7 separate regions of the Mus musculus genome follow, and regions 1, 3, 4, 5, 6 and 7 are each linked to region 2. A link is a contact called in public HiCAR-type and promoter capture Hi-C data. All regions are on one chromosome and are shown on one strand. Each heading gives the region's core, a stretch centred on a gene start, on an enhancer-like site or on the middle of the called end of the contact. The rest is flanking DNA. Distances are from core to core; before and after follow the strand shown. Region 1 holds the start of Sat1 (spermidine/spermine N1-acetyl transferase 1). Region 2 holds the start of Ubqln2 (ubiquilin 2). Region 3 holds the start of Hsd17b10 (hydroxysteroid (17-beta) dehydrogenase 10). Region 4 holds the start of Acot9 (acyl-CoA thioesterase 9). Region 5 holds the start of Phf8 (PHD finger protein 8). Region 6 holds the start of Prdx4 (peroxiredoxin 4). Region 7 holds the start of Huwe1 (HECT, UBA and WWE domain containing 1).

Evidence for each region. Promoter capture Hi-C pulls out the DNA fragments that hold promoters and counts their contacts. HiCAR-type assays count read pairs that join an accessible place to other places.
Region 1: a contact with region 2 is called in a HiCAR-type map of astrocytes, with 2.3 times the contacts expected there. The contact joins the promoter of Sat1 here to the promoter of Ubqln2 in region 2. A contact is called at or near these places in 2 of 39 promoter capture datasets (cranial neural crest and pre-B cells) and 1 of 115 datasets of contacts at active chromatin or transcription factors (astrocytes).
Region 3: a promoter capture Hi-C map of erythroid cells shows a contact between it and region 2, with 17 times the contacts expected there. The contact joins the promoter of Hsd17b10 here to the promoter of Ubqln2 in region 2. A contact is called at or near these places in 1 of 39 promoter capture datasets (erythroid cells) and 1 of 115 datasets of contacts at active chromatin or transcription factors (astrocytes).
Region 4: a promoter capture Hi-C map of pre-B cells shows a contact between it and region 2. The contact joins the promoter of Acot9 here to the promoter of Ubqln2 in region 2. A contact is called at or near these places in 3 of 39 promoter capture datasets (cranial neural crest, erythroid cells and pre-B cells).
Region 5: a promoter capture Hi-C map of erythroid cells shows a contact between it and region 2, with 36 times the contacts expected there. The contact joins the promoter of Phf8 here to the promoter of Ubqln2 in region 2. A contact is called at or near these places in 2 of 39 promoter capture datasets (erythroid cells and pre-B cells).
Region 6: a promoter capture Hi-C map of pre-B cells shows a contact between it and region 2. The contact joins the promoter of Prdx4 here to the promoter of Ubqln2 in region 2. A contact is called at or near these places in 3 of 39 promoter capture datasets (cranial neural crest, erythroid cells and pre-B cells).
Region 7: a contact with region 2 is called in a promoter capture Hi-C map of pre-B cells, with 7 times the contacts expected there. The contact joins the promoter of Huwe1 here to the promoter of Ubqln2 in region 2. A contact is called at or near these places in 2 of 39 promoter capture datasets (cranial neural crest and pre-B cells).

Annotation. Positions count from the first base shown.
Region 1 is chrX:155,214,793-155,217,983 of GRCm38.p6, reverse strand. Sat1 (spermidine/spermine N1-acetyl transferase 1) reads left to right here and starts at 1,535. Exons shown (of 6, transcript NM_009121.4): 1 at 1,535-1,881; 2 at 2,148-2,199; 3 at 2,300-2,383. The coding sequence starts at 1,816.
Region 2 is chrX:153,496,459-153,500,017 of GRCm38.p6, reverse strand. Ubqln2 (ubiquilin 2) reads right to left here and starts at 1,786. Exons shown (of 1, transcript NM_018798.2): 1 at 1-1,786. The coding sequence starts at 1,564.
Region 3 is chrX:152,000,621-152,003,841 of GRCm38.p6, reverse strand. It overlaps Hsd17b10 (hydroxysteroid (17-beta) dehydrogenase 10), which reads right to left and starts at 1,946. Exons shown (of 6, transcript NM_016763.2): 1 at 1,908-1,946; 2 at 1,400-1,564; 3 at 317-481; 4 at 61-189. The coding sequence starts at 1,934.
Region 4 is chrX:155,260,492-155,264,065 of GRCm38.p6, reverse strand. Acot9 (acyl-CoA thioesterase 9) reads right to left here and starts at 1,623. Exons shown (of 15, transcript NM_019736.4): 1 at 1,392-1,623. The coding sequence starts at 1,411.
Region 5 is chrX:151,518,763-151,522,162 of GRCm38.p6, reverse strand. It overlaps Phf8 (PHD finger protein 8), which reads right to left and starts at 1,491. Exons shown (of 22, transcript NM_001113354.1): 1 at 726-1,491.
Region 6 is chrX:155,336,884-155,340,008 of GRCm38.p6, reverse strand. It overlaps Prdx4 (peroxiredoxin 4), which reads left to right and starts at 1,549. Exons shown (of 7, transcript NM_016764.5): 1 at 1,549-1,896. The coding sequence starts at 1,647.
Region 7 is chrX:151,801,741-151,804,935 of GRCm38.p6, reverse strand. Huwe1 (HECT, UBA and WWE domain containing 1) reads right to left here and starts at 1,654. Exons shown (of 83, transcript NM_021523.4): 1 at 1,367-1,654.

The sequences.
Region 1 (3,191 bases), core at 286-2,785, 1.7 Mb before region 2:
CAGCCTGGTCTACAGAGTGAGTTCCAGGACAGCCAAGGCTATACAGAGGAACCGTGTCTCAAAAACAACAACAACAAAAAATGATAGAAAACAACACAGAGCCAGACATCCCTGTAATCATTAGAGTAATGATATCGTGACATGTTCAGTAGGTTTAGAATTATTTCAAAATAAAAAGTTAAAGGAGCCAGGGCTACACAGAGAAACCCTGTCTCGAAAACAAACAAACAAAGTTAAAGGAAACAAAAGAAGTGCATGGACTGGAGCAAGTAAGGACAACAACAGCTTTCAATAGCAAAGAAAGCTGAGAGACGGTCAGATATAAGTGTGTAGAAAGAAAACTTCCAGACCTCAAAATCTATAAGCAGTGAAATCAACTCTTCAATAATGTAAGATGGCATACATCATTAAAGCGAATTATCAAGTGTTTCTCTCCTTCAGAAGGAAAGTCCACAAGGAAGAACAGATATTTAAGAAGGAAAGCGGGAGGAGTAAGAAAGAAAATGTTGCCAGGTGGTGGGGGGCAGAGGCAGGAGGATCTCTGAGTTCCAGGCCAGCCTGGTGTACAGAGTTCCAAGACAGACAAGGCTACTCAGAGAAATCTTGTCTCAAAAAATAAATACATAAATGGAAGGAAGGAAGGAAGGAAGGAAGGAAGGAAGGAAGGAAGGAAGGAAAGATAACATTTTAAATTTAGCCATTGCAACACTGGTTCTCAACCTTCGTTATAATGCAACCATTTAATACAGTTTCTCATGTTGTGGATTACTCTCAACCATAAAATTATTTTGTTTCTACTTTTTAACTGTAATTTTGCTGCTGTTATATTGTTATGAATTGTAATGTAAATGTCTGATATACAGGCTATGTGATATATGACCCCAAAGGGGTTGTGACCTACAGGTTGAGAACCACTAAGCTAGAAGGAAAGCAATCGAGGGATCCTAAGAACTGACCTTAGAACATACAAGAATAGCAGGCTGTGGTGAACATGTTTAATCCTAACACTGGGCAGACTGAGGCAGGCAGATCTATGTGATTTGTGAATTCTAGGACAGCCTGTTGTGACATAGTGAGTTCCAGGATAGTCAAGACTACATAGAGAGACCCTGTCTCAAAATTAAAACAAGATTCAAACCCACACCTTTCTTTAGTCATGAAAATGGTGACATCACCACATCTCAATGAACTGCCTGTGGAAAATTACTAGAGAGGAAAGGAAATTATGCCTCCAGACGACACTTTGAGAATGGCTGCTGCTCTCATCTTTCTGTCATACCCTAAAGCTGGGCTTCCTGAGTTTGCTTTTCTCGGCAATGTCGGGGTCACAGAGGCAATCCACATGTTCTATTTAGGAAGGTTACCAGGGGACAAGCTGGCATTCATATGCTTCCGGCAAGGATCCGCAAGGCGCCGCTAGAGGACATGAGGCTAGAAAGGCAGCAGCGCGCCTCGCCCTACCCCGCCCTCCGGGTTTGCGCCATGGGTGTCACGAGAGAGCCCGGAAGAGGGCAGTGTCTGGAACAGAGGGCGGTGCTTCGGCGGGCTTTCATCCTTACTGGTCGCGATCTCTCCGGCTCCCCGTCCAGGGAGGAGCTTCTGCGGACTTAAAAGGCACCGTCTTGCCACTTCTTAGCTGCGCAGTTTCCCCGAAGTAAGTTTGCCAGTTTTCTGTCTTATACTGAGGTTCGCCGGGTCATGGTGCCAGCCTGACTGAGAAGAGGACGCTCCCGGGAAACGAATGAGGAACCACCTCCTCCTGCTGTTCAAGTACAGGGGCCTGGTGCGCAAAGGGAAGAAAAGCAAAAGACGAAAATGGCTAAATTTAAGATCCGTCCAGCCACTGCCTCTGACTGCAGTGACATCCTGCGACTGATCAAGGTAGGTAAAAGTCCGGGCTCTCCCTAGGGCAGAGGGTAGGGGAGGCTCTGTTGACCGGGGAAATCCTCATCTGCAGTTCTGAGACGCAGCCAGGCCAGTAAATTCCGCCTTCTTGGCCTGCCAACCCCAGCCCGGGTCAGGCTCGGCTGTTCGGCGCCAGGCAGGACTCAGTCACCGCTCTACCCTGCCTGCCCCATTTCTCTTCCCGTGAGCTGGCTAGGCTGGCCAGGAGTTTCATTGTCCTTTTCTTTATATGTCGTCCCCAGGAACTGGCTAAATATGAATACATGGAAGATCAAGTCATTTTAACTGAGAAAGGTAACAAGGCGTGGCGGGGGAGGGGGAGGGGCGGGTAATATCTGTTTCCTGGCACCTCCAAAGGTCAACTCTCACTGTCTCTGCCTCCCCTGTCTTACAGATCTCCAAGAGGATGGCTTTGGAGAACACCCCTTCTACCACTGCCTGGTTGCAGAAGTGCCTAAAGAGCACTGGACCCCTGAAGGTAACCCCTGATCCCTGTCGAGAAGCCAGAGAGAACTAATGTTATATCAAACCCGTAGAGCCTACTGGGCAGAACCCGTGACTACGCGGGCAGAGGTTACTGAGGAGCTGGCTGGAAATAACAACCAGCCAGTGTGCAAATGACTGAGGAAAAAAAATATATGTGTAGTGTACTTTCTAATAGGGCGGGTTATGAGAGAGCTGTTTGAGCAAGTATCAAAGTTCTGTAGAAACCCGGAAAAGTTAGTTATAATGTCATTTGTTGTAATTCCGTTTCATAAAATGGTTTTTGTTTGACCCTAACCTAACTTTTTTTTTTTTTGTAATTGTGTTAAATCACATTTTTTTCTTTAATTTGTCCCAATCTTCAGGTTACAGTCTCTAGCTTCGCCATGTACATGGCCCTTCTGTGTACATGGATGGGCGGGGAGGTAACTAAAAGACCCTTTACACAATAAAGTAGATGATCATGATAAATGAGGTAAGGTCCTATTATCGCACACTTAAAACACAGTAGATCAGAAATTTATTTTCGCTTCCTGTCTGTCTGCAAAGAAATACAAAATGGCTAGAAAATTTAATTTGCAACCATTGCCTCTAATTTGCAACCTTTGCCTCCATTTGAAATTGAATTGACACTCCTTATGAGGTAGTCAGTTGTTAATTATTATTTTTAGTTATGTATTGACACCTTTTTTTTTTTTTTTTTTTTTTTTTTTTGCTGGCCCTTGTTGACTGGTCAGGAGACGGCTAAAAGGGGAAGTTGTTTGGGTGGGTGCTTTCTTGAGTTTTCTTCTGATGTTTGTTCC
Region 2 (3,559 bases), core at 537-3,036:
TGAAAGGAACTATAGGGCCGATGGGCCCTATGGGAGTGACTGGGCCCACAGGGGTTATGGCGGTTCCCAGCACTCCCATCCCCACACCTGGAGCGAAGCTGGGAATGAGGCCAGGTGCTTCAGTGGCTAGAGTCTGTAGCCCCTGCTGGATCTGCATTAGCGCTTGCATCGCTCTCGGGTTTGACATGGCCGCGATGGTTTCTGGATTCTGCATCTGCTGCAGGAAATTCGGGAGCTGTGGACGCATCTGCTCCTGCAGCTGAGGATTCGAAGTGAACAGCGGGCTACTCAGCATCATCTGGGCCGCCATATCTGGATTCTGGCTCAGCGACTGCATCATGCTCCGCATGTAGGGCGCAGACAGCATATTCTGAATCAGCTGGGGATTCTCAGTTATCTGCTGCAGCAGGCTCTGCATTCCTGGGGTGCTGAAGATGCTAGCCACGTAATTAGCTGCAGCCATGGTGTTCCCGGCGGTGGTGCTGCTGGAGCTGCTGCCAGAGCCACTGCCACTGCTTGTGGTCGTGGTGGTGGTGGTGGTCGCAGCCGTCTGGGTTGTTGGCGGTGGTGCCCAAGGATTGGGCAGCGGATCACGATTCTCCGTGCGGGAGGGCTGAGTACCTTCCCCTGAGGTGGAACTGCTCCCCACCGTGGCAAACGGGTTGCCCCCAAACTGCTCCTGTGCGGCATTCAGCATAGGTTCTTGAATGTCAGTGTACATGCGCCGCAGAGCATTGTAGCCACCTGGGATGCTTTCGAGATTACTGAGAGCCAGGTCTTGATTTCGCATCATCTCTTGCATCATGGCAGGATTCCTGGCGATTTCCAGCGTCTGCCTCATTATATCTGGGTTGTTCAGTAGGTGGCTGATTTCTGGGTTTCTCTGGATCAATTGTTGCATCTGTGGATTGGCCATGATGAGCTGCCTCATCAGATCAGGATTCGAAAGCATGCTCTGAACAAAGGGATTTTCCATGATCTGGATCATCATCTCAGGGCTGGCCAGGAGCTGCTGCTGCATCTGGTTCTGAAGCTCGGTGAAGTTGGGCGAGTTCAAGCCCAGGTTACTAAGGCTGGAAAGGCTTCCCAGCCCAAAGGAGCTGCTATTCGTGGTGGTAGGTGTGGAGCTACTCCTGGGAGCCGATGATGTCGTCGCCGCCGGCGCCGCCGCCGTGGTGGTGGTCGTGGTCGTCGTGCTCGTTCCCGCAGTCGTGCTGGGCTGCGTGGTGGCCTGGCCCTGCGGACGGTTCTGGCTTTTGATAACCAGGTGAACAGTCAGTCCATCATGGATGCCATGCTGCATCAAGGTATCTTGATCTTTCAGGATCTTTCCGGCGAAAATCAGCACGAGCTGATCGGTCTGCGATTTGAAGCGTTTGGAAATCGCTTCCTTGAACTGCTGCACGGTGCTGTTCTCGGGCACCGCGAACTCCTCCTTCTCTTTGGGGGTCTTCACAGTGACTTTGATGATTTTGGGCTCGGCCGGCGGGCTGGCCGCGCCTGGGGCCGCCGCAGGGCCGCGGGAGGGGCGCGGGGGGCCGCTGCTCTCGCCGTTCTCAGCCATGGCGGCCGCGGTGACGCAGGCTCACAGGGAAGGCGCTGGCGAGCGAAGAGGGCGCGAGGGAAGGAGGTGCCGCAGCAGCGGACTGGGGCGGCCCGGCGGGCAGCGCGGATCACAGTACCTCAGAGTTGAAGGCTGCGGCTCCTCCCGGTCGTCGGCTGCGCACTCGGCTCGGCGTAGGCCTCGGCTGAGGGCTGAGAGAGCAGGTCCTGCAGGCCGTCTCCGCTGCCGCCGCCTTGTGATCTGCCCGCGCGCACTCCCAGCGACTCCTGCAGCTGCGGCGCCCGCGCTCCCGCCCCGCCCCGCCCCGCCCCGCCCCCGGCCGCGCCCCGCCCCCTGCTGACGCGGCGCCAGCCCAGCGAGCGTCTCGCGGCCGAGCGCAAAACTCCTGCCCTGCAGAGGAGGGGGGGCGGAGGGAGGGAGAGGGAGAGGGAGGGAGAAATAAACAAAGAGAGGGGGGAAGAGAAGGAAAAGGAAGGAGGCTGGAGAGAAAAGCCAGGGGACCAAGGCGAGGCGGGCGAGGCGAGGGGGGAAGGGAGGAGGCCAGGAGGAGGAAGAGGGAGGCAGCTTCTTTAGCAGCCACTGAAAGACCAATGGAGAATGTGGGTTCGCAATCTGGGAGGCAGTGAAAGGATGAAAGCCTGAATTGAACCGATCCCAGGCAAAGGACGAAAAATGAATAGTAAAGAACTCTGACAAAGCAAAAAGGGAGAATGAGCGCCCGGTTGGGGGAAGGGAAGGCATGGCGGGAGCGAGCATTTTACAAAAGAAGCCGAGAAACGGCCAACAGGCTTCTGAAAAGATGAGGCTCGCTCCTAATCAAAGGGATTCAAATAAACACAATGAGATTTTTCCTTCGGGTTTATCATATTGGCAGCGATAAAAAAAAAAAAAAGAACGTTAAACCTTGTTGACCAGGAGCCGAGAAAATGCACTCTCATGCTAGTCGTAGTATGAATTGTTGTAATGGGGCAGTTTGAAAATACAAATGGACATTTTAAGGATTTGCACCTTTGTTTAGAAAGACCTAATAATCAATTCGAAAAGTATATATAAACAACGTGGCATTTTAAAAAATAGCGTTTAGCTAGTTAAATGGGTCTGTGACAGGAATACTATGATTTTGCCATACAATAAAATAATCCCTGTGTCTAAAAGATGGTGGCTAATTCATGTAGTATTACATGTCTCTAAAAAATACATTAAATGCACTGTAGTTAGGAGAAAATAATAGACGATATTTGGGGTTATTTTTTATGGTTTTCTTAACAAATGGAAACAATACATGTGTGTAGGTGTCAGCATCAAAAAGCTTGTAGACTGTATGTGTGAAAAAAATCTGAAAGGCTATACTCCATTATGATAAAGGTAATTATTAGTAAGAGCTGAAATTGTAAATAATTCTTATTTTCTATTTTTATAAGATTGTGAATTTGATGAATAAATATGCATTGCGTTTATGATTTTTAAAAACTACAAATATTATTTTCAGACAAGAGTAAAGGTAAAAATTGACAGGCACACAATAGTCGTGGCAGAAATTAACATAATCATTATGGATTAAATAAAGAAAACAAAAAATGGAGTATTACTGTTATAGAAAACCTGAATTATAGAAGAAATTATTCTGAAATCATTTATTTCTCTTGCTTTGAACACAGAAAATCCTTTTCCCATACAAAAACCTAGAGATGATTTAACAGCATTTCAAAATCATTACGTCACAGTACCTTAATAAATCTCAGTGTAAAACAAAATACAGGGCCATTATACCCATGACTAGTACAAAAATCATTATATATGCAAGAGCTCATATAGATATAATGTACAATGAAAAGTATACTTGCTTTAAATACATATCAAAACATAATTAACTGACACACATCAAATGTAAATATCTATGGTATTTAAAACATATGTACATATGTATATAAAATATTCTATTAGCTAGAAGGGCTGGGCTGCTGCTCACTGATGGAGCACATGCGTACTGTGTGT
Region 3 (3,221 bases), core at 697-3,196, 1.5 Mb after region 2:
ATATGTGGGAGATCCCCCAAAAGTCATTCAGCTAAGAGCTTCCCTCCTCCGTTCACATACCTGGCCCTCAAAGGCAGCCACACTGGCAGTGTTAATGATAACTCCACGTTGGCCTCCCTGGTCTGGTTCATTCTGGCCCATCTCCCCAGCAACCAGGCGGATCACATTGAAAGTGCCTATAAGATTCACCTGGAGGATGGTAGAACCATGATGTAGGATCTAGGACAGAGGCTGCCTTTTGTTTCCTTACACGCTTTGGGAATATTCACTGCCACACCCCCTTTATCCTCCCCGTGGAGATCTGCCAAGGCCTTACATTGATAACCCGCTGGAAGTCCTCCAAAGTATGGATCTTGTTCTTCTTTTGGTGGTATGTCTTAATGGCCACTGCAATACCTGCACAGTTGACAGCCACATCTATACGGCCAAACTTTTCTTTTGCTAGAGTCAAAGCTGCTTGTATCTCCTTCTCAGAGGTCACCTAGACAGGAAGAGATGAAGGAGAGGTATTTCTTTCCTACCATACACACACCACTAAACCTGGAGAGGAAGACAGACCCAGATCTTGGGTGGGAACAGAACTGTGTGAGCAAAGGGGGGTGGGCAAGAAAGAGTTGTAATAAAACAAATGAAGATGAAAGGGGAAATGGTAGATACTATAGAAGAGTGTTGCAAAACATTTCCCAATCTGTATTCTCTTGATTCATATGCCTCGGGTTATTCTCAGTTAATACAGATCAGGGCACTATAAACACTTCTGGTTTTTTTCTCTTGCAAGTACTGATGACTAAACCCAGGTGCCTCCCACATGCTAGGCAAGAACTCTGCCACCAAGCTGTACTCCAATACGATCAGTTCTGAAAATAACAGGAACATGACCTAGCATTAAAAGAAAAAAAAAATCCCTACCTGCTGAGTTGAAGTTTTTTAACTCTGTAAATGTAAAATGTCTGGGCAAGATATGCATTCCAACTGAACATATCTTCTCCAGGAAATCCTGGTGTGTCCAATCCTCTCATCCCCATAGTGCTGAGCCCGGCTTTAGCTTTCTTACTGCAGGGCTCTCACAGTATCCAAGACTCCAGTCCAAAGCTAAAAGGAAATGAGTCCCGCCCCGCCCCGCTCCCCCCCACCCCACCCCCCACCCCCCACCCCCCCCCCCCCGCCTTCCGTTTATGTGTGTGTGTGTGTGTGTGTGCAGGAATGTTCCTGCCAGGGCACACGTGTGGAGGTCAGAGTTGGATCTTTCCTTATACCATGTGGTTCCCAGGGATCAAACGGGGGTGTCATGGATGGCATCCTGTGCCTTTAACCACTAAGCCATCTGACCGACCCCAGATACCACTCTTACGGAAGGAATCCCCAAGTTTCCTCGTGCACGAGGAGAGTCACGACTCACATTTGCTGGGGCAAATATGCAGCTTTCTCCTAACTTCTTGGCTTGGGCTTCACCCTCTGAGTCAGGTACATCCAGAAGTACAGCTGTGGCCCCTTGTCCCACCAGTCTTTTGGCCGTAGCTAGGCCAAGGCCCGAGGCTCCTCCAGTTACTACCGCGACCAAGCCCTGTGAAAAGGTACTAGGTAAACTGCTATTATCCAGACCACTCCCCACCTTTTCATTTGCCAATTCTAGAGTTCTGCGAAGAAGAAGCGGGGACGGTCAGTGACCTAAATGTGCTTCCTCTCCCCCAGCGACGAAACTTGGGGGGCGGGGGCGTGTCTCATCCCAGGAATGTTTTTTCTGTGACCCCTCACACACAGATGTAGTTGAACATTGCTTGTTCACCGATTGAGCCCAACCACCGCAAAACCACGCGTTCTCCATGCACCGATATCTCCTCTCTTGTTCCTGCCCGCGCAGTCCTAGCCTGCATAAAAACAAAGGTTAGAGGCACAGAGCAGTCTACCTTCACGCTCCGAACTGCCGCAGCCATCTTGCACAAGCCTCGCCACCAGAGGAGGGCTTTTAGTGCCTTTTGCACATGCTCTCGCTGATTGGCCGACGCAGAGCCGCCTACTAGGTGGAGCGGCTGTCGCGGGGGCGGGGAGCAGTTGCGGCAGAGGAGGGTGGGGAAGATAGGGGTGTGGCCTGCTGTCCCGGACCTTGGAAAGGGAAAAGTTTAGATCCCAGGGTTAGGAACCTATCCTTTGTAGAAAAACCTAGCGGCTCCAGCTTGAAATCATTACTCCTTCATCCTGCTCTCTAGCAGATCTTTTGGTAGACAGACAGCTCCACCGGAGAAAGACAGGGCGAAGAAACTGAGTCCCTTCAGAAACTGAATCCCTTTCTCAGGAAAGCTTTCAAGTGTAAATGAAATCGATTCCTATGTGGTACCAGGTCCTGGGCATACACAGGGTGTAATACAAGGTCCATATTTCCAAAGAGGACACGGTTCATTTAGGAAAAGATAAAATTACAGTATAGACAACTAAAGGGACGTAGAGGCTGTTTTTTTTTTTTTTCAGTGATGAAATCAAACCCCGAGGTTAAGCAAGTACTCTACTATAGAGCTACAAACAGCCCAAGTACAGATTCCAGAATGTATAGCTGAGAAGACTAGAAGATTCTGAAATACAGACAGGCAACAGAGAGATAAATAAGTCGAAGCAAGGATAGAGAGCGGCCAGGCAGGATTAGACTTTTATGCAGGGGCAGGGCATGTCACTAGGAACTAGAGATAGGAAGTGGGCCTTATGAAACATGTACTTCTGGAAAGCAAACTCAGAGTCAAGGACATCTCTAATCAGCTCATCCTTTGCTCCGTTTCTATGTTCAATGCCCAGATCACACATTGTAGATTGGACCTCATCTAGAAAATGTTGTTAAAAACTCAGGTCTCTGGTTATCCTAGACTACCTTTCAGTCAATTAGGAACTTGAGGGTGGACATCTAAACTGTCTTCCATCCATATTTTGTCTCAAAGTCTTCAGGTCCACAAATCTGAGCCTACACTTTCTGCCTATAAAACTGCATTATGTCCTTTCTATGTTAAGTATTTTCCCATCTACTTCCCTGTCAAGGAAAACACCCCTCAAGTACTCTTGGTTGCTGATAGCAGTATAAGTATACTGATTGTCACTACTTTATCAAAGGATTTAGCACCAGATTAGAAGTCTTTATTTTTTAACCACCTCCTTCGTGTGTGTGTGTGTGTGTGTGTGTGTGTGTGTGTGTGTGTTTGTATACTGTGTAGGGTCAAAAGGGCAACTATGGGATTTGA
Region 4 (3,574 bases), core at 374-2,873, 1.8 Mb before region 2:
GCAAGTGCCATTCTCTTGGAACCAGGCAAGCTGGAAAAAACAAAACAAAACAAAACAAAACAAAAACAAAAAAAACAACAACAAAAAAAAACCTTGCATACTGTGGGACAGCCAGACATGACTGGCAGCCTAAAGACCATGCTCCTTAACTGTGCCAGTTGGAAATTAGATCTACCAAAATGGCCTATGTGGTCCAAGGGTGCACTTTCATTACAAGGCCTTGCTGCTTATCAAAGGCATGTTCTAAACTGGGCACGAGAAAATACATCTGTAAATCCCAGCACTAGAAAAGTTGAAACCTGACAGACTTGACATGGGTCCGAGGCCTGCTAGTATTACCTGGTTTCTTGGCTAGAGATCTCAAAGCAATAAATAAATATACAGATAAGAGCTGGAAGTGGTGGCTCAAGCTCTTCAGGCCAGCACTGGAGAAGCATAGGACGGTAGATATATGGTGAGTTCGAGGCCAGTCTGGTTGATGATATAGATAAAGAAAGAGATAGATATCGATATATATAGATAGCCAACTTTAGGCCAGCCAAGGTTACACAGTAAATTCTATCTCAAAAACAAACAGGATGTTGATATGTGTTTAATCCCAGCACTGGGGAGGCAGAGGCAGGCAGATCTCTGATTTTGAGATGAGTTGGGTCTACATACAGTGAATTCCAGGAGAGCCAAAGATTCACAGAGAAACCCTGTCTCAGAAAAAAAAAAAAAAGAGTAAATTAACAAACAAGGGGTTGGAGAGTTGGCTCAGTGGTTAAGAGCACTTGTTGCAAAAAGACCTGATTCCCAGCACCCAGATGGAGGCTCACCACCTTCTCAAGCACCAGGCAGGCATGTGGGACACAGACACACATGCAAGAGAAATGTTCATACATAAAATAATAAAAAATAGATCTAAATAAAATTAAACCAAACAGATGAATCAGCTTAAGAGAGCCAAATGGTCTCTACAGTCTTTACAAGTATGATAACATACTTAAGACAGATTCCAAGTGTGTCATGCACTTAACCCCCAAAATGTTTTTTTTTTTTTTAAGAGAAAAGTGCTCGCAAGGCAAGGCAGAACTGAAAGTACTGGCTTTTGAAAAAAGGGGCTACACCAAGATTCCAGCCACACCCCTGGTGAGCAAAAGGATAGGAATTTCAAGGGAACACCCAACGTCTTCCCTTTTAAAAGTGTCAGCTGTCGCTAAAGTAGGGTGGTGGCATTTTTCCAGGGTAGGCCGGAGGACGGGGTCTGGCACTGGGTGCCTTTTCCTCCCAAGCCAAATATCCACCACCCCCATCCCACCCGCGGCTTCTTCCGCCCCGCTAGGCTCCGAGCCTCAAAGGGGAAGGCGTGGGCACTCCGGGGCAGCGCCCTTCCACGCCCTGCCACCTACCGTATCGCTGCCCGCTTCATGGCACTCCACTGCCTACCCACGGGTGGACAACCAAGGTCCTCCCGGGTAGAGACAAACCGGTAGCAGAAGAGCGTGAGCGTGAGGACACCTCCAAACACCGGCAACCGCGCCGGACTGAATCTTGGTTCCCACCTTCTAGGTGACGCCACAAGAGGGCCCGGGATAGGGAGGGCCTCACTGCAGGAAGGGCGGGGCTGCGCTGCCCGGGGTAGGGCTGTGCCGCCAGGGGGCGGGACTTCTGCGTAGAGAATGGCGGGTCCTGCTATTTGATTGGTCTGCAGCTGGAGACTGGAGACCGAGACAATGGAATTTCCCACTCAATCAGCTAGGTGGGGTCGGAGACTTATTTATAAGCAGGGCTCTTCCCTCCATTGTTAAGTAAATGAACCACTCAGCAAAGCACCTCGTTCCTCCACCTTGGTAGAACTCTTTTATTTTTGACACTTGAACCTTTACTCCCAGTCTGTAGTTCTTGCCCTTGGCATCATATGAGCAGCTTTTCAAAATATGGGTACCCTGCTTATTTTCCCAGAAGTAGGAAGACTGAGGCAAGAGAATTGCTACCACTTAGAGGCCAACCAGGGCTGAAGTGAGGTTTAGGCCGTAAGAAATAGTGTCCCTGTTTTTATTTGACGTTTTGGTTTTTAAAAAGATGAAGCTTAGTAAGAAAAATTAAGTTGAAGAGAATTTCAAGGGAGGCCCATTCTTGTTATCCAAGCAACCCAGGAAGCTGAGTCTGGGAGATCACAAATTCAAGACCTGCCTGATTACAAAGTTCTAGGCCAACCTGTGCAGTTTACTGCGCTCCAATCTCAAAATGAAAGGTTAAAAAAAAAAAGGATTGAGGGATAGAGCTAAGTGGCAGAGTGTGTATGCCTAGCATGCCAGAGTCCCTGGGTTCAAGTCCCAATTCCAAAAAAGGAGAAAAAGGACAGAAGAAAGGAAGTTTTCAGAATTAGGCATGATGGCACATTCCTAGACTCATCAATTATGAGAAGGTCTAATTTACCTCCGAGGAATTCCCTCACTCAGACACATGGCCAGGTGCTGAGTCACAATCTACTAATTATACAAGTTTACTTAAGTGACCCTTCATGAGACTCCAAAGCATTTTCTTAGAAAATAAGTCCTGAGCAATGAACCCCATAGACTCCACTGAAGATAATATCTAAAGTGAGAAATGTCTCACTACTTAGCTAATATTAGTTCTAAAGTCAGGAAAGCCCTATTAAAATCAGCCACCTAGCATTCATGTGTGTCTCTAGCTTAGTCCTTTAACCAGGCTAGAAAGATTAGTTAGCACACTTGTTCTTGCAGGGGAGCAGGGTTCCGTTCCCAGTACCCATGTGCCAGCTCCAACCACTTTCAGGAGGATCAGTTGGCCTCCTCTGGCCTCTGCAGGTACCAGGCCATACACATAGTATACATACATACATACATGCAAGCAAGCAAAGACTAATACACATAAAAATAAATGTGTTGTATTATTCTTTTAATGTCTTAGCAACCCCTATGTCTCATCGTTGTTCTTGTTGCCATTGTAAGACATTTAAGATGTATCACCGTTTGGAAAGCATGGATAGAAGGCAAAGTAAGTCACAAAGCCAGATAGAAAACATGTAACTGTGGAGAAAACATGCAACAATTATGCCATGATGAAATTCACTGTCCTTACACAAGTGATCTGCCAACTCACCATTTTCTTACTTGTGTTCCACATATAATGAAAAATGTAAAATGCCTAATGATAGATTAACGAATGCATTTTCACTGTCTTCACTACAAGTAGAACATTGAACTAGCTAAATGTTATACTATGTTACAGTTCACCCATGAAGTATGAATGAAAAGTATTAATAAACATAATCCCTTCTGCTAATAGAGATTCTGGATATCTGATTTAAATAAAGAATTTTCCTGGGAGTTTATGTCATCGGCTTTCAAGCTAATTTATGCTATGGTTTCATAGACTAGAGAAACTGTGTTTCTAAAATTGGCTCATTTCCTGTATTATATAGCTAACTCAAAAGTATCTAAATAAGCCGGATGTGATGGCACATTCCTGAAATACAAGGTTCCTGGAGACTGAGGCAAGAGATTCAGTCATTCTGAAGCTACCCTGGGCTTTGTAATGAATTCAAAGCCAGCCTCCACAAAACAGT
Region 5 (3,400 bases), core at 242-2,741, 2.0 Mb after region 2:
TTCTGCTATCTGCTCTGCCCTGCCTTCCAAACGCCTCCCCCAGACCCCTACCTTCTTTGGCCCTGAAGTCAGTGACAACTTCTTTCCGGGTTTCATGTAAATATCTGAAAGCTTTCGGGAAGCTTATTTAATCCCTCACTGAACCCCCTCTCTTCACTGCCCTCTTGCTTCCCAGGACTCTCAGCTCCCTTTATTATGACGCAAACCGCGGCATAAAGGATGAGGCTGGGAAGAGGGAAGCTGAGGGAGAGACCAGAGACCCTGTCTAGCCCCCCAAAATAGGAAGAAGCAGAGATGCGGAAATCCCTGAAGGTCTCCGCAGGTTATTCCGAATTACGCCCCCCCACCCCACCCCCCAAAGCCTTCGGGAACAAGACAAACAAGACTAGGCACCCAACTCAAATCACAGTCCTGGGATCGCGTTGGGAGAGTTTAAATGATCCTTTTCGTCATTCTCAGTATCATTCCCTCCCGAGCAGTAAGGAGTCTCATTCTGCTCCAAAATGAAATAAACCGCAATTTCGTCCTCCACTCCAAAGCTGACAGGGAGCTCATCTCCCCCCCTGACACTGAAAAGGATCTCTTCGAAGCCCCAGGAAACCCACTAGAATCTCCTCGCCGCCGCGAAACTAAGCGAAGAATTTGTTTTCCCCTCCACAGCTCCAAATGGCAGGCATTGCCTTGCAATCCCCTCCGACCGCCGAGGGTTCGGCTGGACCCCTCACCTGACAGACGTCTCGTCTTAAATTAGAACGCAGCTTGCTTGCAGCCCCCAAAACTTACGAGGAGCTCTCTACGCCTCCCCACACACACACTGACAGGAACCTTTTTTATGCCCCAAACCTGATAAAAAATGTCCACGGTCCCAAACGCTACAGAGCTCTCTTCATGCCCGAGGCTGCAGGGGGCAAGTCCTCAGGGAACAGAGCTCAGCCCCAGAGACTCGCCTGCCGCTGGGCTCGCTCCGGGGCAACCCAGCTCTGCGCTAAGCACAGGCTGGCCGGGCAGTTCCGGCCCGAGGCGGCGCGCGCTGAATGCTGGGATTGCCGCTGCCAAACTGTGAAGCTGACTTGCCTTCTCCTAGAAACCACATGCCGCGTCACGCAGTGCCCGGGCTCTGACGGGGCTTTCGGGCAGTGTCCACCTCAGCCCTCCCACCGTCTGGCCCTCAGAGCCTTCTAGAGACCGAGGTCTCAGCCGGGGCTGGGGGTCGGGGTCGGGGCCGCCGGGCGCACTGGCAAGTGGCTTTGTCGCTGCCCCCTTCGCGAGACAGGCTTGCGGCGGCTGGAGAAAGACCGCCGGAGAGGTCGCCGGGAGAAGCCACTCTCGGGGGGTTGTAGGAGATTCAAAGCAATCAATAAAGTTTATTCAAAATCGCGAGGCAGTTGAGGCGGAGAGGGGTGGAGAGATATGGTAAACAGCTACCATATTGAGAGTGGCGGCGTTCTGGGAAAGAGACGAGCCCGCCGCCATCTTACGAGGCTCGGGCACGGGAGGTGAAGGTGGAGCCCGGCACGTCAAGCCGGCGGCTCTTGCGTGACGTCATGGGGCGGGGCGACACCTTGAGGGAGCCTAGGATGTTGCGCCTCGTCTAGGTGGCCCAATGGCGCATAAGACCTTGAGCTGATAGGCGGAGGAGCCGCCATCTTAGGCGAGGCGGTAGTTTGGCTCCATTTTGAGTGGGGCCTGGAGCGTAAGTCTTCCGTAACCCCGGGTAAACACGGAGTTGGAAAAAAAAAAGCCAAACCCGCACCTTCCTCCGCCCGCCCCCCTAGCACTCGCCGCCCCTCGCTAGTCTCCTCCTCCGAGAGGAGGTGAGGTCCGTGGCTCCGGGCGGCAGAAGTGTTACATAGGGCTGCGGGGGCGGGTTTCAGCCTTGGGGGATAGGCTCCTGTCCATTGAGCCCTGATAGTGGACGAGGTCCTTTTCCCACGGTTGGAGTTATCATTTAATCTTTCACTCTGTGAGAGGAAAAAAACTGCGATTATCACCAAATGAAGAAACAGGTTTAGAGAAGGAAAGTGATCTGAGAGCCTGGGAATTAAAAAAAACAAAATAAAACAAAAAAACCTCTTTCCCCCAGCAGGCTCTTCCCAGGGTCTCTGTCATGAACCATGCAGGTTCAATTCCATGAGAAGCAAAAATCAGTTCACGGCTTTCCATATATCTGTACCAGGATTTTCTGACTGCTTTAAGGTGGCACTGTTTGATTTTGTTTTTTCTTCAGACATTAATGAAATATCCCTAGTTCTCTTGCTGTATCACTTTCTTGCAGGATCTCATTACTTTATAGAATAAACTGTATTAAAAGTTGTTTTCTGGAACTGGAGAGATGGCTCAGAGGTTAGAAGCACTGGCTGCTCTTCCAGAGGACCTAGTTCAATTCCCAACACCCACATGGCAGCTCACAGCTGTCTGTAACAGGGGGCCTGGCACCCTCACATAAGACACACATGCAGGTAAAACACCAAAGCACATAACATAAAAATAAAGAAATTTTAGAAAAAAATATTTTCTTACCAAAAGAGGAAGAGTGGCGTGGAAAAAAAGAATATGTGTAAAACAGTTTTCTGGCAAACATATACAGGGACAAAAGTGTCCTTGTCAGAGAAAAATAATTTCCCTCTTCTTGTTTCCTCATTTCTCCTTTCCTTTCCACCTCAGCCTCGGCTTCTTGAGTGCTGTGATTATTATCTGGTGGAGAACTCTTTAAAAACCATCTGAGAGAATGGGGCAAGAGAGTGACAACTTTAACAAGAAAGGAAAAAGGGAGGAAAGAAAATGAAGAGTAAAATAAGCTAAGCCTCATGGGCTGCTTGCTGTTGTAAGCTATGCTGCAGGGAGTCTAAGAGGATATATAAAGATTTGCTAAGGCCCTCAATACAGCTCAGTTGGTAGGATATTGCTTAGCATCCACAAACCCCCAGTGTTCAATTCTCAGAACTGCATAAGCCTTGGGTGGTAGCCCATGTACTCAGGAGGTCCCAAAGTTCAAAGTCATCCTTATTTACAAAAGTTCTAGGCCAGCCTGGGATACATGAAATCACAGCTCAAAAACAAAGTTTAATACTACTGTATACAAAAATAAGGTTCATGAACAATGGTGGCATAGGCCTTTAATCCCAGCAGTCTGGAGGAAGAGGCAGGCAGTTATCTGTGAGTCCAAGGCCACCCTGGTGTACAGAGGGAGTTCCAGGACAGCCAGGGCTGAACACAGAGAAATCCTGTCTCGAAAAAACAAAAAAACAAAAACAACGACAAAAATTGAGGTGCACAAATGCATGGAGGCGCATGGGGAGTCATACTGTAAGAAGTTAAATCAAGAGCTATTATAGTACAAAATGCAAGAGTTTAGATTTTATCTTTTAAGGAATAAGAAACTACTGAAAATTTTAAAATG
Region 6 (3,125 bases), core at 300-2,799, 1.8 Mb before region 2:
ATAGATCGCTGTAAGGAAAAGAATATTGTTCTAATAGTCATAAAGTATATGTCAATTAAGCTTTGGGAAAGTATGGTTTGAAGGGATTAACGGATCGAACGTGTAGAGGAAGGGAGAGCAGACATAATAACGGTCCATAGTCAGAGGTTTTATATTCAAGATGGGATTAGGGAGCTCGAAAGATGACTCAGAAGTTAAGAGCACTGGACGCTCTTCCAGAGGACAAAGGTTTGATTTCCAGCACCCTCGTGGCAGCTCTCAATTGTCTGTAACTTCTGTTCCAGGGGATCTTTCAATGTCCTCCCCTGGCTTTTATGAATAGCAGGCACACAAGCAGTGAACAGACATATAGACAAAAAAAATTTAAATAGTAATTTTTCAAAACAGGATGAACAGGGTGTAAATCAGTTATGGTTTGGAGTTCATGAAGGCAGCACTAGGGCTGAGGGAGCAGACAGGTGACGTCACAATTCAGTCTGACAAGCTAAAGTGGGACTGAGCCCCTAGGCGCTGGGGCAATAACTCAAGGGCGGCTGGGCATGCCCTAGTGTATCATAGGTAGGAGAGGCAAGGCAGCAGAGGAAGAGGGCTCGATGGGTAATGGGTAGTTATGCTGTGCTATGAGGGGTGACTACGAACTTTACAGCTCTTGACTGGAAAAGCAAATCTTTGAAGCAAAATTAATTCCCCCAAACTTCTTTTTGCCTGTTGGAGGAAAATAAATGGTTAGCTATTTGCTCTCAAGTTTTTCTGGGACTGAAAAGAGCTGAAAAGATGAGTCCTGGCACTGTACAGGCAAATCACTCCGGAGGTTCAGGGGACACATACATGTCTGTTAAGTTCAGCAATTTTGTAGTGTCCATGGCCTAACCCACCCACCCCCTGCCCCCAGCCTCCTAAACCTAGAGTAATCAACAGGCCAAATATAGTCAACCAGTATATTTCAAAATAACTGTTTTGGGTGTTTCCCCATAAAAAGGTAAATGAGTTGGTGACTACATTCCATGTTATATTCATTCAGATGGTGCCCTGTAAGTGCATACAAGTATGATCTGTCAAAAACAAAAACAAAATGAGATGCATGAAAGTGACCTTAATTAGAAGTATAAATTGTGGTGGCACACGCCTTTAATCCCCAGCACTCAGGGAGGCAGGGATAAGTAGATCTCTGCTTGGTCTACAGAGCAAGTTCCAGGGCAGCCAGGGCTACACAGAGAAACCCTGTCTCAAAATAACCACGAAAAGTCTACATTTTAAGTCCTTCACAGGCACATAGGTTAGTGTGAACTTGTGAGGGGATGATGTGAGGGGTAGGGAAGCTCTGTTACAGAGATGGACTTGGAAGTACACCTTCAAGGACAGGGACAGTCAGTGCTCTGGAGATCAGTCACTAGGCACCCGTGCAAACTTCTTTTGTTAAATTGGGAAAACACTTCAGCTTGGCTCTCCTTTTGACGCAGGCGCAGAAGCCCACTGGGGGGGGCGGAGCTTGCGCCCACGTGGCGGAGGGGCGGAGTGGGGCGGAGCAAGTCTCGCGAGGCCGCGCCCTTGGTCGCGCGGTCTCCAGCGCGCCGTTTTAGCTGGCTGCCTGGCGGCAGGGGACTCTGTGCTTTAGCAGAGGGACGTGTTTTCGCGCTTGCTTGGTCATGGAGGCGCGGTCCAAGCTGCTGGACGGGACCACGGCGTCCCGTCGCTGGACCCGAAAGCTGGTGTTGCTCCTGCCGCCGCTGCTGCTGTTCCTGTTGCGGACCGAATCTCTGCAAGGCTTGGAGAGTGATGAACGGTTCCGGACCCGCGAAAATGAGTGCCACTTCTACGCTGGTGGACAAGTGTACCCCGGGGAGGCGTCCCGGGTTTCAGTCGCGGATCACTCCCTGCATCTAAGCAAAGCCAAGAGTAGGTGGTGCCTTGCGAGTTTGGGTGGAGGAGGTAGAACTCGAGGAATCTTAGACCCTAATTGTGGATGCTACAAAAGGGTGGGGCTGGAGTTGGGCCGCACCCCCCCCCCAAGGCTGCCTGGGAGTTCTCGGTCCACCCCATGCCTTTGTGGGTGTGAGGTTGGAGGTGGGTTCCTGGTGTGAAGAAAGAAATGGGTTTCTCTGAACAGATTTCGGGAGAGGTAGCGGTTACCCCCAAAGCCGCAGATGGGGGTGTTTCTAGACCCGGGCTTACAGTCGTGGAGGATGTTGTGCAAACTAAAATACTTCCTTACATATTCGAAAGTGCCTGCAGCCGTCCTATCTCTTTTTTCCAGGGAAGAAAGTACATTGATAAGTTGAATAATGATTCACAGAAAGTTTGGTTAAACAGAAAAGTGGTTAAACAAAATGGTCAGGAGGTCAAACTTTTTTTCTCTTAGCTTATAAAGATTGTTATTGAGAGTCATCTCCCCAAACTTTGTAGAGTTAATAGATGTTTATTTAAAAAAAAAAAAACAAGTCTTATGGAGTATTTTGGAGGGAAACTGGGGAAGAGGCGGAAGAGGCACAGTTGGGTTGGTGGTAAATCTTGTGTACTGCCAATTGGGCTTTTCATTATTTGTCTTTCTGTCTAGTGTTTGAAGCTAGTGGCCACTCTCAGAAAAAGACACGTCAGACTAAGAAGATAGTGAGAAAATTGAGGCCTGCTGCATCTGGATATTAAGATTGCCAAAAAAGTGATCAGGGGACACAGACACAGACCATATATTATTTGCTTTTCCCTAACCCACTTTTCCTAGGGATTATTTGGCATTCTGTGAGTGTGTGTTTGAGTTTTGGTGGTTGTGGCACATTCTGTGCTAGTATTCAGTGAAACAATAGTTATACTTAACATTTTGGGGTCAATTTTTTGGACATGGGGACTGGACAGATCTGACAAAATGGCTTCAAATTCTGTAGTCCTCCTCCTTCAGCTTGCAGAGTGCTGGATTCCAATTGTGCTCTACCACATCTGGCTACTTCACAGTTATGAACCTCTAAAGATAATGGGATGTTGCTACCACAAGCCATAAATGAAAAAGCCAAGCCGATTTGCCTCCGTAAACATTTGTAGTTTCATAGTACAAGTTAACTACTTTGGAATTGGAAGATAGATTTGCTTTAAAAATATTTCTAAGTTTCATTGACTACACTTGCATGAGGAAG
Region 7 (3,195 bases), core at 405-2,904, 1.7 Mb after region 2:
CACGTGATAGGGAATTAATTGTCTATAATAGAAGTGATTTGAGGAGAAAGGAAGTAAATTTAAATTTAAAAGGAGCGTGACTGTTTTAGGGGTAAAACTCCTGGAGGAAGGAAAAGGTACTGGGGGTCGACACCTTGCTAGGGGATTCAGCTCCTGGGGGTGGGAGGAAGAGCAGTTAAGAGAGAAATATAAGGATTAAGAAGTGAGACTTAGTTCTTAAATGTTGGTTAGCTGTAACAAAACAAAAAGATATACAGACCAGCAGACTACAGAAACATAGGCGGGAAAGGGGGCGGGTCCCAGAGCTTGTAGCGTGGAAGGGGTTGGAAAGGCAAAGTTTCACCTAGTGGGGGCACGAAGGAGACCACTAAGACTGCAATTATCCGACCACTGACCCGTTTATTGTTCTGCCCAAGTATGGTCTCAAAACATTCAAAGTTGAAGAAATCAGTACGCTGTCCCCGCGTCAGGGATAAACAAGCAAGAGGACCTAGGAAAATGGAAGGTTACTGCTGATCCATCCACAAAGATGGAGTAAATGCAGGGAATAAGATAAGCTCTTTTAACATCTGCGCCAAAAGCACCACGGAAGGACATGGGACAGGGTAGATGATTCAGGCTAGGCTCTAAATTAGGACTACAGAGGAGGAGTGATAGGATTTTTTTTAACTTCTCCCCTTAATAATGCATCCCGATATTCACGTAGCTGAGCGATTTGACAGGGAGACAGAATTTGGGAAAGGGAAGGTACTCTAATGACTCTACAGATTGACCTCTCAAACCTTAGCCCGAAAGCCGCGGGAGCAGGGAAGCAGAGCCCACCTCGGATCAAGAAAAACTAGGGGTTTCATATGGGTCGCTGCAAGGGCTGAGAAGCAGCAAGCGCGCAATAATTATGAGAACAATCTTAGGTGCGTCCCTCTCTCCCACTTTTTAATCTAATCCCCAGCCCACTACCCAATGAACTATGGACTCCCTCCCGCACTTCCCAACCCGCCCACTGCGACGACGAAAACAGAGGCGAAGAGCGATTGGTGGGGCAAAGGCAGGCCCACACGAGGCAGAGGCCGGGGGAAATGGTGTCGCTTTAACCGGTAAGAAACAGGATGGTCTTCAGCTCAGGAAGGATTTACCGGCACCACGACGTTTCGCCATTCGTCATCTCCTTAACGTCTGGTACCTGAGAAGCGTCACAAACGCGGATAGCTAACCCCTTGGTACCGTGTAAGAGCAAGACAGGCAGCCGCCGCCGCCGCCATCTTAACAGGCGGCCCGACCCTAGTCACTGCCCCCCCACCCCCAAGGTATCTCCGCCACCGCCGGCGAATCCCCACGAGGACGTAACCCTGCTCCCGCGAGAACTCACCGGCTAAGAACGGCAGCACCAGAAGACGCTGCTCGCGCCTCCGCAGCTCCTGCACTCAGTAGCCAACCTCGGCCGCCGCCTTCGCGTGATCCCAGGAGAACCTCCACCGGACCAGGAAAAACTGAGCCCAGCCCGTCCCAACCCTCGCTTGCCACCAAACCCCAAATCGCCACCGCTCCGCTCTCACCCCACGCGAAGCGAAAAGCAAATGACGCACAACCTCACGGAGCACTACGGGGCGGAGCCAGCATGCCGCCGCCGGCTCCCGCATGCGCCGTAGGAACTATCGCGATATTACGTTCAGCCTCGCCGAGACCTTCGTAATTCACCGCAGGAGACCGCCCGCGCCTCGCCTTTAGGAAACATGAGATCTCGCGAGACCAGGTGCACGCTCCTAAAAAGGAGAAAGGCGGAGCTTCGTGAAAATGACTGGGAGTTTTTTCGGGGAAAGGGAGGAAGCTCTCGTCCTTTAGGGATCTCGCTTACCACGAGGTTTCCGACCCACTGCGGAGCTTGCTACCAAACCTCGCGATGACACAGCTCAGCGCCAAATCTCGGCCATGTCTTGAAAACTACCTCCGCCCCCGATTTAGGTGTCTGGAGCCTGCCTAGTGCTTAAAAAGTCAACCTGTTTATTCTCACGCTTCCAGCAGGGCTGTACCAATTAGCCAAACTCCATTCCGAAAGCGAAAAGAATGGGTTCCCATTGTTACCTGCCTCGAGGAATAACGTGCTAGTCTTAACTAACGCATAAAAGATGTTCAATTTACAATAAACACACAAATGCAAATGGAAACAATGACACACCAGTTTTTGTGCTCAAAACATGGGGGGAAAAATCTAAAGACCTCTAATATCCATACTTCTTCCTTCGCCGCACTGCAGGCTAACCTGAATCCATCTTTTCACTAAAAGCTCATATCATTAGTTCTACCTCCGGAGTCACCAGTTTTAAATATTGAGGCTTTCCTTACCTTATAACAAAAAAGACCCAATAAAGTGGTTTTCTCCAAACAAAGGCGTCTGCCCTCAAAAGCAAATTCAAGCTTGGGGTGGGGAGAAAGGCGCTTGGAGATTTTAATATGGCAGTTTTTGCATGTCTAACCAACAATGTTTCTCCAATAAATCGGGATCCAGTCTGGCCCGTTTGTGAGCTTTTCCATTCTAATCCATTGTTCTGTCTATTCTAATTTAAACATGCTTCCTTCAGAGTACAGTTTAATTGTACAAGCACCCCCATCTTTAAAAACATTTTCTTGGTTATTCTTAGCCATCCCCCCCTCATAAACTTTAGAATCGTCAAGTTCCAAAAACTTAGTATATTTATTGGAATTGCATCAACTGCTTGAATCAATATAGAAAAATGAATATCGTTACAGAATAGAGGCTTCCTATGCAGAAGCCTGATATTCCTTCTCCATTTATGCAAACGTTCTTCCATTGTATTCCTGAAAGTTTTATAGTTTACTTCCAGATATTTTTATTTTTCTTGAAATTTAGAGTGGGGGGGTTGGTATTAAAATTTCAAAATGTTTATTGCTTATATACAAGACTGTTCATATTTAACTACTGACTTTTGTAATTAGAAAAATGAAAATATGCTCAAACAGCAGTAAAATGAAAGCAACGACATGTGATTTTTTACTGTATAACTGAAAAGATATAAAGATAAGTAACAATTCATGTTGGCATAGCTATGGAAAAATAGGCAATATCGTACTACGTTGGAGAGTGTAAATTATTATGGCCTTTGGGGAAGGAGATTTAGATAAATCTATCAAGATTTGAAATACATACACGTTTTGATTCTGCTATTACTTCTCGAAGAA